3 separate regions of the Mus musculus genome follow, and all the other regions are linked to region 1. A link is a contact called in public promoter capture Hi-C data. All regions are on one chromosome and are shown on one strand. The core of a region is the stretch at or near the end of the contact, and the rest is flanking DNA. Distances in the headings are between cores, read along the strand shown.

Region 1 (2,700 bases), core at 109-2,608:
GGTAAAGTGTATGTGCAATTGTTTTTAATCAGTACACACTCGCGTGTGGCAGAGGGAGAGAGGGGAGGGAGAGATGGGGGGCGGGAAATGGGAGAAGAGAGGGTAAATGAATATGTGTGTGTGTTGGGTGTCAGCTCTTTCCATGCAACTGTTGGCGTACTTCATGCTGGGTTCTGGTTCCATTTGCCCTGAGATTGCAGTGTGGCTGAAATTCCTCTGAGAGCTTTGTCTTCCTCAACTGCCAGCTGTCTCCCTTTTCTACCCCTCCTCTGCCTGGTGGATCAGACTGTGCTATGGTCCAGACATTTTTTTTTTTTTTTTTACTTTTAATCAAAAAACTGGGGCAGGTCCAGGAAGGCAGTGTCCCTGAGGGAACCCAGCCACTTCCTGAGCCATGTTTTAAAGGATGCCAGTCTTGTTCCCGGTGAACAAGCATGTCACCTGCACCCTTTGAGTGTGCATGACATCTCTGTTCACATGTCCCTGTTGCTTTGAGAGTTTTGTGCCAGGCTCACTCAAAGCCTGCTGCCAGTGTAAGAGCGTCTGTAACTCTGGGAGATTAATCGTTGGCTTGGAATTAATCAGCGAGAGCATCCTGCAGCTTCTCTTGTAGATGTCTGATTGTATTCTTCATCTTGGCTACACTTTCCTGTGAACATCCTTAGGCCTCTGTTTCCTGTGGGGCTGGGTGACATCACTAGGTGGCTGGAGCTTCCCCCCCCCAACTCCCCATCCCCCATCTGTGGTTCTCAGTTCTGGGAACACCTTGAAAAATCCCTGCTGTCCTTATGGGACTCTGGAAGATTGTCCCCTTTCTGTCTTGCAACCATCCACACCTAAGTTTTGGTCTGACTAGTTTAGGTAGAGAACGAGAAATCCTTAAAAGAAGGAGGGCAGCTGGACCTGAGGGGGATGTCTCCTCACCAGGTCCAGCACAAGATCTGATGGCCCAAGTTTCATCCCCAGACTCCACAAACTCCTGAAAGTTATCCTCTGATTCTACACACACACACATAAGATAAGTGAAAAATGCAATAAAATATTTTTTAAAAGGCGGAGGGTGAGGAGTGGTGGGGGGAAAGGGACAGATCTATGTGTTTGGGTTGTTGCCCTGGAAACACGATTCTCCTCGCAGAAGAAATCTGTCAGGTGACTTAATGTTTACTCGACCACACAGATCTGAAAGCAGCAAGGGCCTTAGAGACAAGGAGCCTGGAAACAAAGGTGTCTTTGCGGGTGGGGGTTTAACTCTGATGAAAAGAGAAGCCCTCCCTTTGGCTCTTTTCACATGCCTTAATAGGGCAGCTTCTGGAATCCAAACGGAGGCAGACACACTGCGTTGGCTTTCTGTGTTAGCTTTGGAAAAAAAAAAGCACGGGCTGGCCAGTTAGGCCTAGCAACAGGGTTTGTGTTTGCCTAAGATGCATGAGTCAGTGCAGCCCATTTTGCTTGAACTTCTTTTTTTTTTTTTTTTTTTTTTCCAAGACAGGGTTTCTCTGTGTAGCCCTGGCTGTCCTGGAACTCACTCTGTAGACCAGGCTGGCCTCGAACTCAAATCCGCCTGCCTCTGCCTCCCAAGTGCTGGGATTAAATGAGTGCGCCACCACCGCCCGGCTTGCTTGAACTTCTTGTCTCGGAAAAAAAAAAAAAAAAAATTCTGTTATTCACAAGTAATTAAAGCTGAAGCTCAGCTCTCCTTCGCTTTTGATAAAATAGAAGAATCCTTCCTGCTTGCTTTTGAGGGACGTTGTAACTTAATAGTTTTGGGTGTGATGTCTCCTAGGTTTACAGAAACCTTGCTGCTTGCTCTCATGTTGAGATGCTTTTCTCATGTTCCTGTTGACCTGTTGCTTCTGAAAGCGTGCAGATGGATGCTTGTGAATGCGATGCAGATGGATACTCGTGAATACGATGCAGATAGGTGCTCGTGAATATGATGCAGAGATAGATGCCACAGGCCATGAATGGCCCTACCAGATAGTGTCCAGAAGAAGGACGTTTGTGCTTATTAGCTTTCTGTTAGCTGTTACACACCTAGAGAAATCAACTTAGAAAGAGAAAAGGGTTGTTTTGTTTACTTTTATGGGGGAGGTCAGTCCAGGATTGATGTGAGAAAACAGAGGAAGAGGCTCCGGGGAGTCAGCTCAATGGATAAAGTATTTGTCTCACAAATATGAGGAGCTGAGAGATTGGGGGCGCAGACTCCCCTGCAGCTCACAAGCCAGTTAGCTTGACTGTACACGGTGGTGAGCAACAAGAGACTCAAACGAGATGGAAGTCGAGGACCAATACCCAAGGTTGATCTCTGACCTCTACATGCATGCTACAGCATGCTGGGGAGACCTGAGAGGATTTGTTTTATTTTTAATTGTGTGTGTGTTGTGTGTGTGTTCTTGTGTGCATGCGTACATATATCAGTGCGCACCCACTTTGTTTTATTCACACATTCATCTCTTCAGAGCACCGTTCAGGTTTGAAACGCTGCTAGGCCCATGATATACAGAGCAGAGCAATACACATGAGTGTAGTATATGAGCTTGGTGCCATCCAGACAGGCGTTCTGTGAGCCACTCAAGAGTAACCAGTAAGACAAGGAAGTAGGTGCTGGCTCCCACAAAATCTCTCGTGTTGGAAGCCTTTTATCTTTGATGCCATGAGAGAGGTAGAAAAATAGAGAGAGAAAGTGCATGGGGTGCTAAG
Region 2 (2,700 bases), core at 45-2,544, 260 kb after region 1:
TACTTTCAAGACCACTGAAATAGTTGGGCATGATGGCCACGCCTATAATGTTAGTACTCTGGAGGCTGAGGCAAGGGAATTTGACAGTAGCCTGGGCTACATAGAAAATTCCAGGCTAGCCTGAGCTGCATAGCAAGACCTGTTACAAAGAGAAAAACAATCTTATGAAAATACCTTTCTACTACCTGAAGAATAACAACCATACCGTGGGATGTGGCTTGTGAGACTGTAGGAGCTGAGCTTGTCAGTGAGCCAGGGCAGATGACTGCCAGGCACCGTCCTCACTGCAACTCCTCACAGCACTGGGCCCCTCCGTTGATCGAGCTAGTGGTCTGCATCCTACTAGAATGCCATCCTGTCATGACAGCTTTTGTGTCCTTAGGCCTATACTGTGTCCCTCGCAATTACTACATAGCTTTGCACACAGTAGGGGCTCAAGAACTATGACTTGACAGAGGTGATTGTCACTGGGAAAAATGAACAGTCTGAATAAGCCTAGGCCGGTAAGGCAGGTGCAGTCACCCCCTCTCCTCCGTGGCCATGAGGGGCTCAGAGGATCCAGCAGGATGGGAGGCCCCTGCAAAGTCCTCTGTGAGAAAGCAGAGAAGAGTCATCGTGATCGTGCACAGTAAACATGGTTGTGCACATTTCCTGAGCAAGGAGGAAATAGATTAGAAAACAAGGTTCCTGAAATAGGAGCAGGCTATGGTGGAGGAGGAAGAGAAGGAGGCTTCACCCTCTTGGAATTGCAGCTAGGGTGACTTGAGCAGGCAAGGCAGCCCTGTGTTGTGGCCTGATGGTGGCCCTTGTCTTGAACCTAGGAACCCTAGGCAGGGCTCCGAGTCCCGGTGAACAAGTCAGGCCGGGGCAGAGTCCTTTCTGGGCACTGTCTTTCAGGCTTGAGGGCGTTTCTATTATGTTATTTGGTTTTCGGGTTTGGGGAAGCTTTTCCTTTTATTTACTAAGTCCATCAGGGTAAAAATGCATTCTTCCTTTGTCTTTTAGAAATAATAGAAAGGCCAGGTTGAAGATACCGAACTATCACGATAATTCTAGTTCTCTTCACAAAGAAATGGATTTTTTTTTCTCTCCCAGATTTCAGGTTTCTTTCTGTCATAAACTTATCAGGAAGAATGAAAGAAAGACATTTGCCCCAGCTCCTCTCTGTGTAGGGAAGACACACTCCTGTTCCATTAGCGAAGAAGCTGCACAGTAACTCCCTAAAGAATGACTACTAAGTGTGTCCCCTGAGACACAGCCTGGTCTCCAGGACAGAACCACGGAGGCTGGCTTCCTCTGCTTCTGTGTTTGCTTTGTTAAAGCCTCATGTTTGGTCCCCAGACAAAGCACAGGCTCTCTGAGTTCCTGGAGAATGTACGTCTCCCACCCCTGCTCCTGCCTTTTCTCTGAAGTGGCCGCACAGAGAACCTGCCTCCACCGAAACGGCAGAATTGTGAAGACATTTTCCCTGATAAATGCGTAGACAGTGGATCTGAAACGAGTGGCAGGAGCCTCGGGAGTGAAAGGTCCGGGCTTCGAACAACTTTCTGTCTCTGCCCCCAGCGTCTCCTTCTGCCCTTTCCTCTCTTTGCAGTTTTCCCTGAGAGAAATCATGTGACCATGCCGCCACAGTTCTGAGTGCCAAATAGCTAAGTGTCTTCAAAATGCAGCGTAACACTTTTAAAGGCAAATAGTGAGGCTGTTTCATTGGGCATTCCCACGACTGCTCTTCTCAGTGGGTTCTAGACATCACACATAAATGTGACTGGCTGCTCCTTCTTTCCCCACAAAAGTCATATGAAACCCTTTGAGTGGCCTTCCATGTTTGATGCTCTGTCCATCGAACACACAGCACATTGTTTTTTGTTTTTGTTTTTGTTTTTTGTTTTTTCCGAGACAGGGTTTCTCTGTGTAGCCCTGGCTGTCCTGGAACTCACTTTGTAGACCAGGCTGGCCTCGAACTCAGAAATCCGCCTGCCTCTGCCTCCCAAGTGCTGGGATTTTTATTTTCTTAGAAATGTGATAGGATTTGCTTTGAGGATATCTGTAACAGTCTATGCTAGCTTTTTTTTTTTTTAAATAGTGTTTATATTTTATAGACACAGTCGTTTCTTGTAGTTTTGTGCCATACCTAGGTATTTTCTGAACTGACATCAATTACCATATTGTCAGTATTCCAAGTCCAAGATGAAAATTACAAAATGTTAATTTGACATCATTATTGCAGCTGCTGTCAAATTGTCCCTTTATGGTTTAGTAACACTGTTTTCCCCTTTGCACACACAGTTTGCTCTTGCATCTTCAAAGTTGTAAGTGCATCCCACCGATTGGTTGACCGACTTCTTGAGCGGGTGAGCTCCTGTTGGAAGCCTTGCTTTATGGCGCTGTCCCAGTGAGAAGCCGCTTTTCTGGCATTCGCCAGCTTCGGGTCACATGCAACTACTTCTCTTCCTGCCGTCTCTGCTGGGAGTTTGTGAAGTTGTTTATTCTGTTACAGCTTGTTTGACTTTCACATAGGCCTTATAGTCTAATACAATTGAGAAAAAGAGAAAATTTATGACCTTGTCCCTGCTCCAGCCTGTGCATTCTTATCCTCTGGATGGTTCTTTGGTTTCCGCTGGTAGTGAGGAAGGGCACAGGACTAACTCCCGACCATTGAGGTCCCTTGTCCTTGTTTCAGGAGCTCCTTGGCTCGACCCG
Region 3 (2,700 bases), core at 49-2,548, 510 kb after region 1:
TGTTTTTTTCAGAGGACCTGGGTTTGGTTCCCGGCATCTACATGTTGTCTCATGACCAGTTCCAGGGGATCTGATGCCCTCTTCTGACCTCTGCAAGCACCAGGCATACATGTGGTGCACATGTATACATGTAGGCACAACATTCATGCATACATGCAGGCACTTGAATGCACATGTGTATGCACGCCAGAGCATGCATCAGGGTCAGAGGACAGCTTGCAGGAGTTGGTTCTCTCCTTTCATGTGGTACCAAGAGGTTGAACTGAGGCAGTGAGGCCTGGCAGCAGGCACTTTACTTACTGGCCATCCCACCAACCCAAAGTCTATAGCTTGGATTACAGGATGATTCTTTATCAGTCACCTTTAAACAGGAATGACTTGTGAAATGCCATGCACACGTTAGCTACCGCAGAAAGACACGTAGAAACGACACCTAAAGTGCCATGCACACGTTAGCTACTGCAGGAAGACACGTAGCTTGTGTGTGACTCCAGTGACACGCTGACACCTCCAGAAGACAACTGGGAAGTCAAGGCAGCAGGCCGGTGTCTACTTGAGCAGAGTTTAGTTGGGTTGCATATTCTTCCCTCAAAGGGTTGGTTGTTTTTTTTTTTTTTTTTAATAACTGCTTGTAAGTTGGATGGAAAACGAAGAAGATCGAAAATAAATAAACATGAGGTGATTGATTCTAGAACTAGGATTTTTTTTTTGGCCCATTTAATTTTTAAAATAATTCTTATAGCCAAGTGCAAACTCTATAAATTGCTGTGTTAATTGGCTTTAGTAGCTTGCCAGCATCACTGGGAAGCCTGGCTCACTGTGGAGTCCCTGTGTGCTAGAGTCCAGCCTGTGGAGGGCGCTTATGTTACATTTGGCTCACTCCTTTAATTAGAACTGAGTCTCCTCTCAATTTGGGGAGAAGGCTGACGGGCACACAGGTAAACTTTTGTAGGGAATGCTGTGTGCAACTCTTAGGGTTCGAAATGAAGTTGTTTGTGGCTTGTAGTACCCAGGACTTGTCCCAGCTGGAAGTTGCTTAGGGCTATCAGTGTTACTGGGGGTGGTGGCTGAGCTGTAGAAACTGTAGCCTGAGGGTGTGGACAGGGGTTTCACAGGCATTGAATGGGAAGGGCATGTTTGCTTTACCATCTGTAGCTTTGGAGCTAAGCTTGCTCAGTCCTGGTTCACCTCGGTGGACTCTAATAGTTTAGCTCTTCCTGTTCACACAGAGGAGTGAAGCCAGCAGAAGAAGGGTTCTGTACAGTAGGAGCCACAGCTGGATGCCATGTGCCTGACCTAGTGCCAGCTCGACCTGACTGACCCTGGAGCCATGTTCTCATTCTCAGCAGCACTCACTGGGCTAAAGGTCCCAGCGTGGGTTCCTTGCATATTGAAGAACTGTTCTGTGGGAGGCTCACCTTACCATCCTTTCTGCAGAACTGGGTTTTCTGAGGCAAGCTGACTGACCTCATCCCAGCTTAGAGCCAGGCCTGCAGTCAAGGAGAAGGAGGCTTGTGCCAGTTTAGCTGGTCTGCTAGAAATGAAGATACTCCCGAGAGACACTTGGGTCTATCTCGTTCTGACTTGAGATTGTTTAAACATTGGACTCAAAGCAGCGTAGATTTCCCCAGGACTCTTAGTGCTGGGAGAAGGAGAATGTGCTTGTCAGAGGGGAAGCTGTGTTGTCTTCCAGAAAGAGACTCCACAATAACAATGAATGTTTCATAGGATAAAACTGAGCCCTGACAACGGTGGGTCAGTTGGGGGCGGTACCCATCCTGCCAGGGCTTACGTACATAACCTTGGCCCTCTGTTTAAACTTCAGTCTCACTTTAGGGCCCCAAAGGTGAATTTGAGGGGCTTTCCACATATTTTTGTCCCTCTCGAAGTGTGACTACGTTGAGTAAACCTCCTTTTTCTCTTCTCACTATTAAACTGGCTCCTGTTATTGGGTGATTGAACTCAGGTGGCCAGACCTGACCTGACTTAGCTTTGTGACCCTCCATGTCTGATAGCAGCAGTGTGTTCTGCTGCATGACAGATGAATGGCTCCACCAAAGGCAGCAATGTTATTCTGTTGTTGCAAATACACGTGTGTATGTGCACACACGTAAGTCACAGTTGCTTATGTGGGTGGTAGAGCAGCTGGATACTCAGGTGCTGGTCTCATCACCCTCTCCACCTTTCCATGAGTGCGTGTTACTGGTCAGGAAGCCCCGCTCTGGGGTGCTCTTGTTCAAGGGTACAGCTGAAACCCCGCCCCACCACCCCGCCCCACTACACAGCCTGAGTGAGGACCGTTGCTCACAACATCCTCATTTATCCAAACAAGGCTTGACTTTCCATCCACATCATCTGAGTGAATGCCAGTGTGTGGCAGGCACTCTGGGAACTGAAGCTGCATGTACAGGCCATGCTGTGAGCAGTGTGCATTTGCATCCCCGCCTGTGGCCTTCTGCTGTTATGAACTGCTGCTGCATTGGAGATATTTGGAAACACAGAAATGGTGGAAGGTCATGAGCAGATCCCCAAGGGGAGTTAGGGAACACAGCCTCCCTGTTTAGGCTCACTGTGTTAAGAGCTTCCTGTATAGTGACAGCAGCTGACCTCACAGTTGGATGGCAGAGAGAAGCAATGCTCTCAGTCCATGGTGGTGTTCCATAACAGTCTGTTTCAGTCAAAACCTAAACACTGACGTCA

The links. Capture Hi-C pulls out chosen DNA fragments and counts their contacts.
Region 2: a contact with region 1 is called in a promoter capture Hi-C map of adipose tissue. The contact joins two enhancer-like sites. A contact is called at or near these places in 3 of 115 datasets of contacts at active chromatin or transcription factors (astrocytes, embryonic stem cells and stem cell-derived neural progenitor cells) and 1 of 9 other capture datasets (adipose tissue).
Region 3: a contact with region 1 is called in a promoter capture Hi-C map of adipose tissue. The contact joins two enhancer-like sites. A contact is called at or near these places in 1 of 115 datasets of contacts at active chromatin or transcription factors (large pre-B cells) and 1 of 9 other capture datasets (adipose tissue).

The regions. Positions count from the first base shown.
Region 1 is chr5:110,868,218-110,870,917 of GRCm38.p6, forward strand. The region is part of intron 13 of Chek2 (checkpoint kinase 2); the gene reads left to right. Among named protein-coding and RNA genes, the nearest start is that of Ttc28, 10 kb to the right of the region's middle. Within about 2 kb of position 1,359, at least 70 of the 459 cell types and tissues checked have an H3K27ac peak or open chromatin away from gene starts, as enhancers often do. A contact at or near this core is called in adipose tissue, where this site is marked.
Region 2 is chr5:111,127,922-111,130,621 of GRCm38.p6, forward strand. The region is part of intron 5 of Ttc28 (tetratricopeptide repeat domain 28); the gene reads left to right. Among named protein-coding and RNA genes, the nearest start is that of Gm35628, 110 kb to the right of the region's middle. Within about 2 kb of position 1,295, at least 25 of the 459 cell types and tissues checked have an H3K27ac peak or open chromatin away from gene starts, as enhancers often do. A contact at or near this core is called in adipose tissue, where this site is marked.
Region 3 is chr5:111,377,468-111,380,167 of GRCm38.p6, forward strand. All of the region lies in intron 8 of Pitpnb (phosphatidylinositol transfer protein, beta), which reads left to right. Among named protein-coding and RNA genes, the nearest start is that of Gm36027, 23 kb to the left of the region's middle. Within about 2 kb of position 1,299, at least 29 of the 459 cell types and tissues checked have an H3K27ac peak or open chromatin away from gene starts, as enhancers often do. A contact at or near this core is called in adipose tissue, where this site is marked.